Regions from separate parts of the Ovis aries genome. Here region 1 is linked to region 2. Evidence: chromatin contacts called from public Hi-C data. All regions are on one chromosome and are shown on one strand. The core of a region is the stretch at or near the end of the contact, and the rest is flanking DNA. Distances in the headings are between cores, read along the strand shown. Region 1 holds the start of PPM1A (protein phosphatase, Mg2+/Mn2+ dependent 1A). Region 2 holds the start of PCNX4 (pecanex 4).

Region 1 (3,720 bases), core at 458-2,957, 170 kb after region 2:
GTTCCTTGAAGAAGTGGCCTGCCAGTGATCATTAGGTGATATTGTTTGATACTGTTATTAGGTCCCAGACCTGAAAGTGAAAGGAACAGAATCTTCCCAAAAATGTTGGGAAAACTCCAGATGGCTTTTACAGCTTTAAAAGCAGCTATGTGAAAGTCACTCAGTCATGTCTGACTCTCTGCAACCCCATGGACTTATACAGCCCATGGAATTCTCCAGGGCAGGATACTGGAGTGGGTAGCCTTTCCCTTCTCCAGGGGACCTTCCCAACCCAGTGATGGAACCCAGGTCTCCCATATTGCAGGCGGATTCTTTACCAGCTGAGCCACAACAGCAACCCACTCCAGTACTCTTGCCTAGAAGATCCCATGGACGGAGGAGATTGGTGCAGGCTACTGTCCATGGGGTCGCAAAGAGTTGGGCACGACTGAGCGATTTCACTTCACTTTATGTGAAAGTCGCTCAGTCGTGTCTGAGTCTTTGCGACTGTTAAGTCCATGGAATTCTTCAGGCCAGAATACTGGAGTGGGTATCCATTCCTTTCTCCAGGGGATCTTCCCAACTCAGGGATCGAACCAAGCTGAGCCACCAGGGAAGCCCAAGCTAAATGGCAGGGACAGAATAAATGGGTTGCTTTTGATCTAAGAGTTGGAGCAACAAAGCGGTTTTAGGGGATACAAACTAAGCACTTGTATTTTAAGAGATACAAAGTAGGATACAAGCTCCTGGGATAAAATAGAGAGGCCCCATCACAAATTTACCTTCTTATCCGCCAGAACACTATTTGGATAATATTTTCAGTTGTTCTTTTTAAAGTACCTGCCTCTAATAATGAAGTGTTTGGTTTTTCTTTGTATTTACCAGAGCATCTTTTTAAATCTCAGATCTCAAATCTATCTTTTTTTAAATCTCAAATCTTAAAAATTTTTAAAATCTCAGATCTTTAAACTTCTGTTCCTGCAAATGTGGTGTAGGTCAAATCTCTGAACAGGTTAAGTCTCTGACGAGAGAAAGGAAGGACGCCCCAGCCAATAGGAGACCCTGCTGGTGATGTACTGCGCCTCAGTTCTGATTCATTGGCCGCCTAGGGTTTGTCATTCTATCCCCCGCGTCTGCAAACAGCGTGGGTCCTCCGAGGTCTAGCTAGCTAAGCTGGATTTTGGTCACCTGAACGCTCAGTTTCAACTAGGTTTAGCAGATCTCCAACTCTTAATATTGGAGAAGGCAATGGCACCCCACTCCTGTACTCTTGCCTGGAAAATCCCATGGATGGAGGAGCCTGGTAGGCTGCAGTCCATGGGGTCGCCAAGAATCAGACACGACTGAGCGACTTCACTTTCACTTTTCACTTTCATGCATTGGAGGAGGAAATGGCAACCCACTCCAGTGTTCTTGCCTAGAGAATCCCAGGGACTGGGGAGCCTGGTGGGCTGCCGTCTATGGGGTAGCACAGAGTCGGACACGACTGAAGCGACTTAGCAAGCAGCAGCAGCAGCAACTCTTAATATAAGCAGCTGTTACGTTTTTATTGTCTTCTGGAATTTGAAAAATCTTTCTTTTCTTTAACCTCACTGGAGGTCGTTGGAAGTCCTCAGTGACAGAATCACGTGACTGTCTAACAAGTGCCAATAAACACAATGTGGAACCTCACGAGCTACAGGCTGGAAACCGGCCAGAATCTCAGAGCATGTGCCTCCTGTGTGTATCAGTTGCACTCGCATGTGGGTGGGTGGCAGTACGGTGTATGGGTAGTTGCCCTTCGAGATGCGAGGTGTGTAGCTGGGGTACCTGCGTGTGTCTCCAAGGGTCCCTGGGGCTAGGGTGGCTCTGGAGGTGTGGAGCCTTGGAGGAGGGGGTCTGGCGGCGGCCTGACACCGAGTTAACTTTTGAGCCGCAGCAGCCAGGCCTCGACCAGGCCGCGACCGTGCCCGAGAGAAGTCGAAAGCACGGGGTTGTCCTTCAGCTTCTGTGGACTGCGCCTAAGCAGGGAGCGGTTTGTGTATTTGCAGACAGATGGCAGCGCCGCGCCGGGAGGCCGGGATGCCACGGGGGAGCGTCTGAGTTCCCGTCGGCAGACTGCCAGGCTTGGAGGGCATCTCGATTCTTGGGGCTCCTAACAATCACACACTCCGTCCAACCCAACGCCGGGAGATGAAGGCCCCGGTTCCAGTTCCGATCCGGGATTCGCGATGCTCCCTCAAGCCTCGGTCTGAGGCCGGGGTAGCAAGCCGACTGCGGCGAAAGATACCGGGTAGGGCAGTGACGTCATCTGCGCCCGCCCCCTCCCCCCTCTCCCCTTCCCCCCTCCCCCCGTCCCCCGCTTGCCGGCCGGCGCTGCGGTTCCTGCCCAACGACATCCGGGTCTCTCCAGCTGCTCCACCTCGCCGCAGCTGTAGCGAGGGCTGAGCCGACGGGGAGGGGTGGGGCGGGGCGGGGCAGTCGGAGGCGTGGGGGAGGGGCAGCACGGCGCCGTCGAGAGCGCGCCTGCGCGGGGACGCGCTCGAGGCGGCGGCGGCGGCGGCGGTGGTGGCGGCTCTAGGGGCGGGAGCGCGCGCGGGAGGGAGGGAGCTGTGGTCTCGGCGCCCGCCCGCCTTGCAGCTTCGGGTGCTCCGGCGGCTGCAGCTCGGGAACCGGTGGTTGGGGAGGGGGGGGGGGGGGCGCCAGGCAGGTGGGGCGCGAAAGCTATGACTCTTCGGCTCTTCCTCCTCCCGGACCCGCTCTCCGCCTCCCGCTCCAACGCCCGGATGATCTGAGCCGCGAGGGCGCCGAGAGCCGGGGGCCCGGACGCAGCCCGGCTCCTCCCCTCCTCCGCCCCCTCCCCGGCCTGACCTGGCCGGCCGCCGCCGCGGTGACCCCCCTCCCGCCCCCTCCCCGGCCGCCGTCGCCGCCGCCGCCGCCGCCTCGGCGGACCAGGGACTTGCCCGTCCGCGGCTGCTCCGGGTAAGCGCGACGCTCGGGCCGACGGCGGGCGGGAGGGCGGGCGGCGTGGGCCTGCGCGGCGGTGGCCAGGCCTGGGGCCTGGGGCCTGTAAACAAGCCGGGCGTCTGCCCGGGCGCTCCCGGGAGGAGACGCGACAACTCCACCCCCTGGCCCGGCCTCCTCCCCGGAGCCCGGCGGCGGGCGGCGAGGGGTTAACGCTCCTCGAGGGCGGCGGCGGGGAGGCGGGGGCGGGGTGTTGGTGGCGGCTGCCGGGGGAGGGTCGCGACCCTCCGGCCGCCCAGGCCCGGCTCGATGTTAGTAGCGGGCGACGCGGACGAGGCCCGCGGCCCGGCCTGTCCCGAGAGCAGCCGGCGGAACTTTTCCCGAGCGGGGAGGGGGCGTCCGGCGCCCCCACCCTCCTGGGCTCCAACCCTTGGAGCGAGGCCGAGAGATAGAAGCGGGGGGAGGCTTCCTTCGGACCGGACTTGGCCTCGAAACACTAAATTTGGGGGAATTTGCTTCAGGTTTTTATGGAGACCGTGCTGAGAGTGAGGTTCCTTCAGAACTCAAGTCAGTGATGCCTCCAGTTCATTCATTATTTAGGCATCGAACAAATCCATTGAAGTAAATCGAACTGATTCCTCTTTTTAACCTATAAAAGTTCCTGATGCTAGAGTTTATTGAGGTGTGGTTCTGCTTTGCTTGTACATGTTAAGTATTTTCTTGAAGGACAGCTGGCTGTGGAGAGCCTCTGCCAACCGCAGTTTTAGATATGTTTTGAAAATCTCATCACCTGAGTTC
Region 2 (3,375 bases), core at 849-3,348:
TACCATAAAGAAAGCTGAGTACCAAAGAATTGATGTTTTTGAGCTGTGGTGCTGGAGAAGACTCCTGAGAGTTGCTTGGACTGCAAGGAGATCCAACCAGTTAGTCCTAATGGAAATCAGTCCTGAATAATCATTGGAAGCACTGATGCTGAAGCTGAAACTCCAATACTTTGGCTACCTGATGAGAACAACTGACTCACTGGAAAAGACCCTAATGCTGGGAAAGATTTAAGGCAGGATGAGAAGGATAAAACAGAGGATGAGATGGTTGGACGACATCACCGAGTCAACAGACATGAGTTTGGGCAAGCTCTAGAAGTTTGTGAGAGACCAGGAAGCCTGTTGCGCTGCAATCCATGGAGTGGCGAAGAGTCATACAGGACTGAGCAACTAACTGATCCTTGGATTAAGTCACCTCTCTTTTTCATGCCCCCTGGCCATTTTGCAATGGGCCAGATGTATGGGTTTAAGATAAGGATCACCAGTTGTTTTTGCCTCAGACATAAGGAACAGAAGCTAATTACTGCGCTCCCTTGTGACTCAGCTACTAAAGAATCTGCCTGCAATGTGGGAGACCTGGTTTCCGATCCCTGGGTTGGGAAGGTTCCCTGGAGAAGGAAACTGGCTACCCACTCTAGTATTCTGGCCTGGAGAATTCCATGGATGGTATAGTCCATGGGGTTGCAGAGTCCAACACAACTGAGTGACTTTTACTTTCACTTTCCCTGGATCTGGGTGCTGATAATTGATCAGACCAAAGACACATTCCAGAAATTCAGGACAATGGAGCAAGACGTTTACTGAAAAAAAGTCCAGAGGTCTCAGAGTTCTACACTGACTGCCTAGTAATTTCTACCTCATTATCGCCATGGATGGTGCAAAGGGTTTTCTTCCACATGGTTTCAATAAACTACACTATTCCTCTGGATAGATTTGTATCTTCTTTTTTATTAGCCTTGGCTTTCTTTTCAGTTCAGTCGCTCAGTCTGTCCGACTTTGCCACTCTATGGACTGCAGGCACACCAGGCTTTCCCATCCATCACCAACTCCCGAGCTTGTTCAAACTCATGTCCATGGAGTTGGTGATGCCATCCAAACATCTCGTCTTCTGTCCTCTCCTCCTCTTGCCTTCAATCAATCTTTCCCAGCATCAGGGTGTTTTCCAATGAGTCAGGTTGCTTTCTTTAAATTAACACCAAAAGGTTTCCCCCATTATGGTCGGAAATCCTAAGTACTTAAGAACGAAGCCATTACTTTCAGTAAAACCAAGAAAGAAACTAAAAAGGATGCATTCATAGTTCTGAGATAAAGAGATGCAAACAGACAGTCCTCAAGCCAATCAAGTCTCTGTGTATGCAAAACTGATGATCAATGCGGGCGGGGGAGGAAGGAGACAAGGCTATCTAGATACCTACAAATTGGCTTTAAGTTCACCTCTAAATCCTTAAGAGACCAATTTAAAGAGCTCTTAACTTGCATCTTGGAAGGTGTCCAAAACTTAGGGAAGCAATGAAACTTGGTGGAATATGTAGGCAGTCGATATGGGCATGTTTTAACTTTCAAACTACCAAAACTGGGGACTTCAAGGCCACCCTGTAAAGACTCCCAGACCAAAAATTACTACCACTAATAATAGTCCGCCATTATTTAAAAAATAGCTTTTTTAAAAAGATGGAAGACGGTAACTCTGGCTGACTTTATTAATAAACACCTTGGCGGCATGTTTCACTTATGGGTATTTTGGTTCATAGTATTTAAAATGCAGTCACAAATCCACTCCTGGGCGAAAAATGCAATAAAGGGGCGACAGCGAACACGTATATGTATGAAGTATCACTTAAACGCATTTATTACCGTCAATGTATTGGGTGGCGACGGCCAAAGTGCGGCTGTGGTTAACGTAGGTCGCGGGAACCTGAGCGGCTAGAGGCTCACTACACCCAGACTCGTCAGTCAGACCACTGAGTGCTACACGCTCTCAAAATGGCGCCGGCTCTTAAAATCTCTCTATCAGCCCCAGCGCTCTACTTTCCGGAGGAACGTCGCGTCACCAGGGCAACGACGCTCTTGCGTGGAAGCGCGGCGCGGGTGAAAGTTCAGAGCTAGAGTGACGATCCCCCACTGCCGCTTCTGGGCCCTAGGCGAGGCCCGAGCCCACGCAAGTCCCACAGTCCCGGGTCAGGCGAGCGTTGGCCCAGAGCTGGAACGATCCGAGCGCGCCTCTCCCCGCACTCGGCCTTGCCTGGTCGGGCTGAGGCCCAGATGTAACCGCAGGCCGAGGGGCAGGACGAGCCGAGCGCGCGGCCCGCCCCCGAGGTCCGTTCCGCGCCCGGGGGCTCCTGCAGGAGTTGACGTTAGCCATGGAAACGAGGTGCCGGTCGCCACGCCACCGCGGTGAGCTGGTTGCCGTGGCCGCCACAGTTCCTCTGCCTCGGCGTTCGGACCGCAGGCAGCCTTCCGGCGGGAGCGCGCAGCCCGGGTATACCTGCAAAAGTGCCGTCACCGAATGCCTTCGCTTCGCCTCTTCCCTCAGGTGACTCCAGGTACGTTAGATCCCTGATACCCACCTGGGCAGTTCTTGGCCGCCTTAATTTCCAAGCCTGTGCAGAGTGATGATTGCATTTTTTAAGACATGAGATGAGCTCTGTCTCGAGTTCATCAATCTGGTGTGCTTTTAACTTTCTTTCGTAAGGCTTCTTTAGACTGTTGAATTTTAGTATTTTATTTCTGAGAGACACTTGTGAAATGGAAAATGGCCCTTTCAGTCTTGGTTTAGGAATGGGCTTGTTATCCAAATAAAGATTACGAACTATGGCCCTTGCTACTGTATTAATTTTCTCCTTTTCTCCACTTTTGCCCTAAATCAGTCAAATCACGGACTCCTGAACAGGAACAACTCTTTCCCCACCGATCTGCACTGTCTCTCCACAGTCCTGTGTTTATCAAGGACCAACATTGACTTCCGTGAAGTCTACTCCACCAGAAGTTACTTATCAGGCCTCTGAATTATTTTTTTCTCTTATTCAGCTGTATAATCTTAGGTGGATTTTTTTCTCATTCCCGCAATTAGGGCAGAGCCCATCCTTTATATTATTGGATGTCTATCATCACCCATGCCAAATCTCCACATCTTTATCATAGCCTCCAAAGCCAGTTAAGATGTTGCCATTTTAGTCGTTTAATTGTTTGGACACCTGACCATCACTTTATTTAATTTCCGACTTAAAGAACTGCCTACTAGTTATTAGCTGCGGCAGAAAGTAGGGGAGGGGGGTGTGACCTTTTCTGTTTCTTTTTCTTTTGTAAGAACTTTATTGAGATTAAAATTCACATTCCATACAATTCAAATTTAAAACATGTTCATCACGCCCCCAA

The links. Hi-C and Micro-C count contacts between places; a contact is called where the count stands out from the background.
Region 1: a Hi-C map of liver shows a contact between it and region 2, with 2.9 times the contacts expected there. The contact joins the promoter of PPM1A here to the promoter of PCNX4 in region 2. A contact is called at or near these places in 2 of 16 Hi-C or Micro-C datasets (hypothalamus and liver).

Annotation. Positions count from the first base shown.
Region 1 is chr7:70,532,410-70,536,129 of ARS-UI_Ramb_v3.0, forward strand. PPM1A (protein phosphatase, Mg2+/Mn2+ dependent 1A) reads left to right here and starts at 1,708. Exons shown (of 6, transcript XM_060418127.1): 1 at 1,708-1,771. The coding sequence starts at 1,765.
Region 2 is chr7:70,358,051-70,361,425 of ARS-UI_Ramb_v3.0, forward strand. PCNX4 (pecanex 4) reads left to right here and starts at 2,099. Exons shown (of 14, transcript XM_060418125.1): 1 at 2,099-2,543.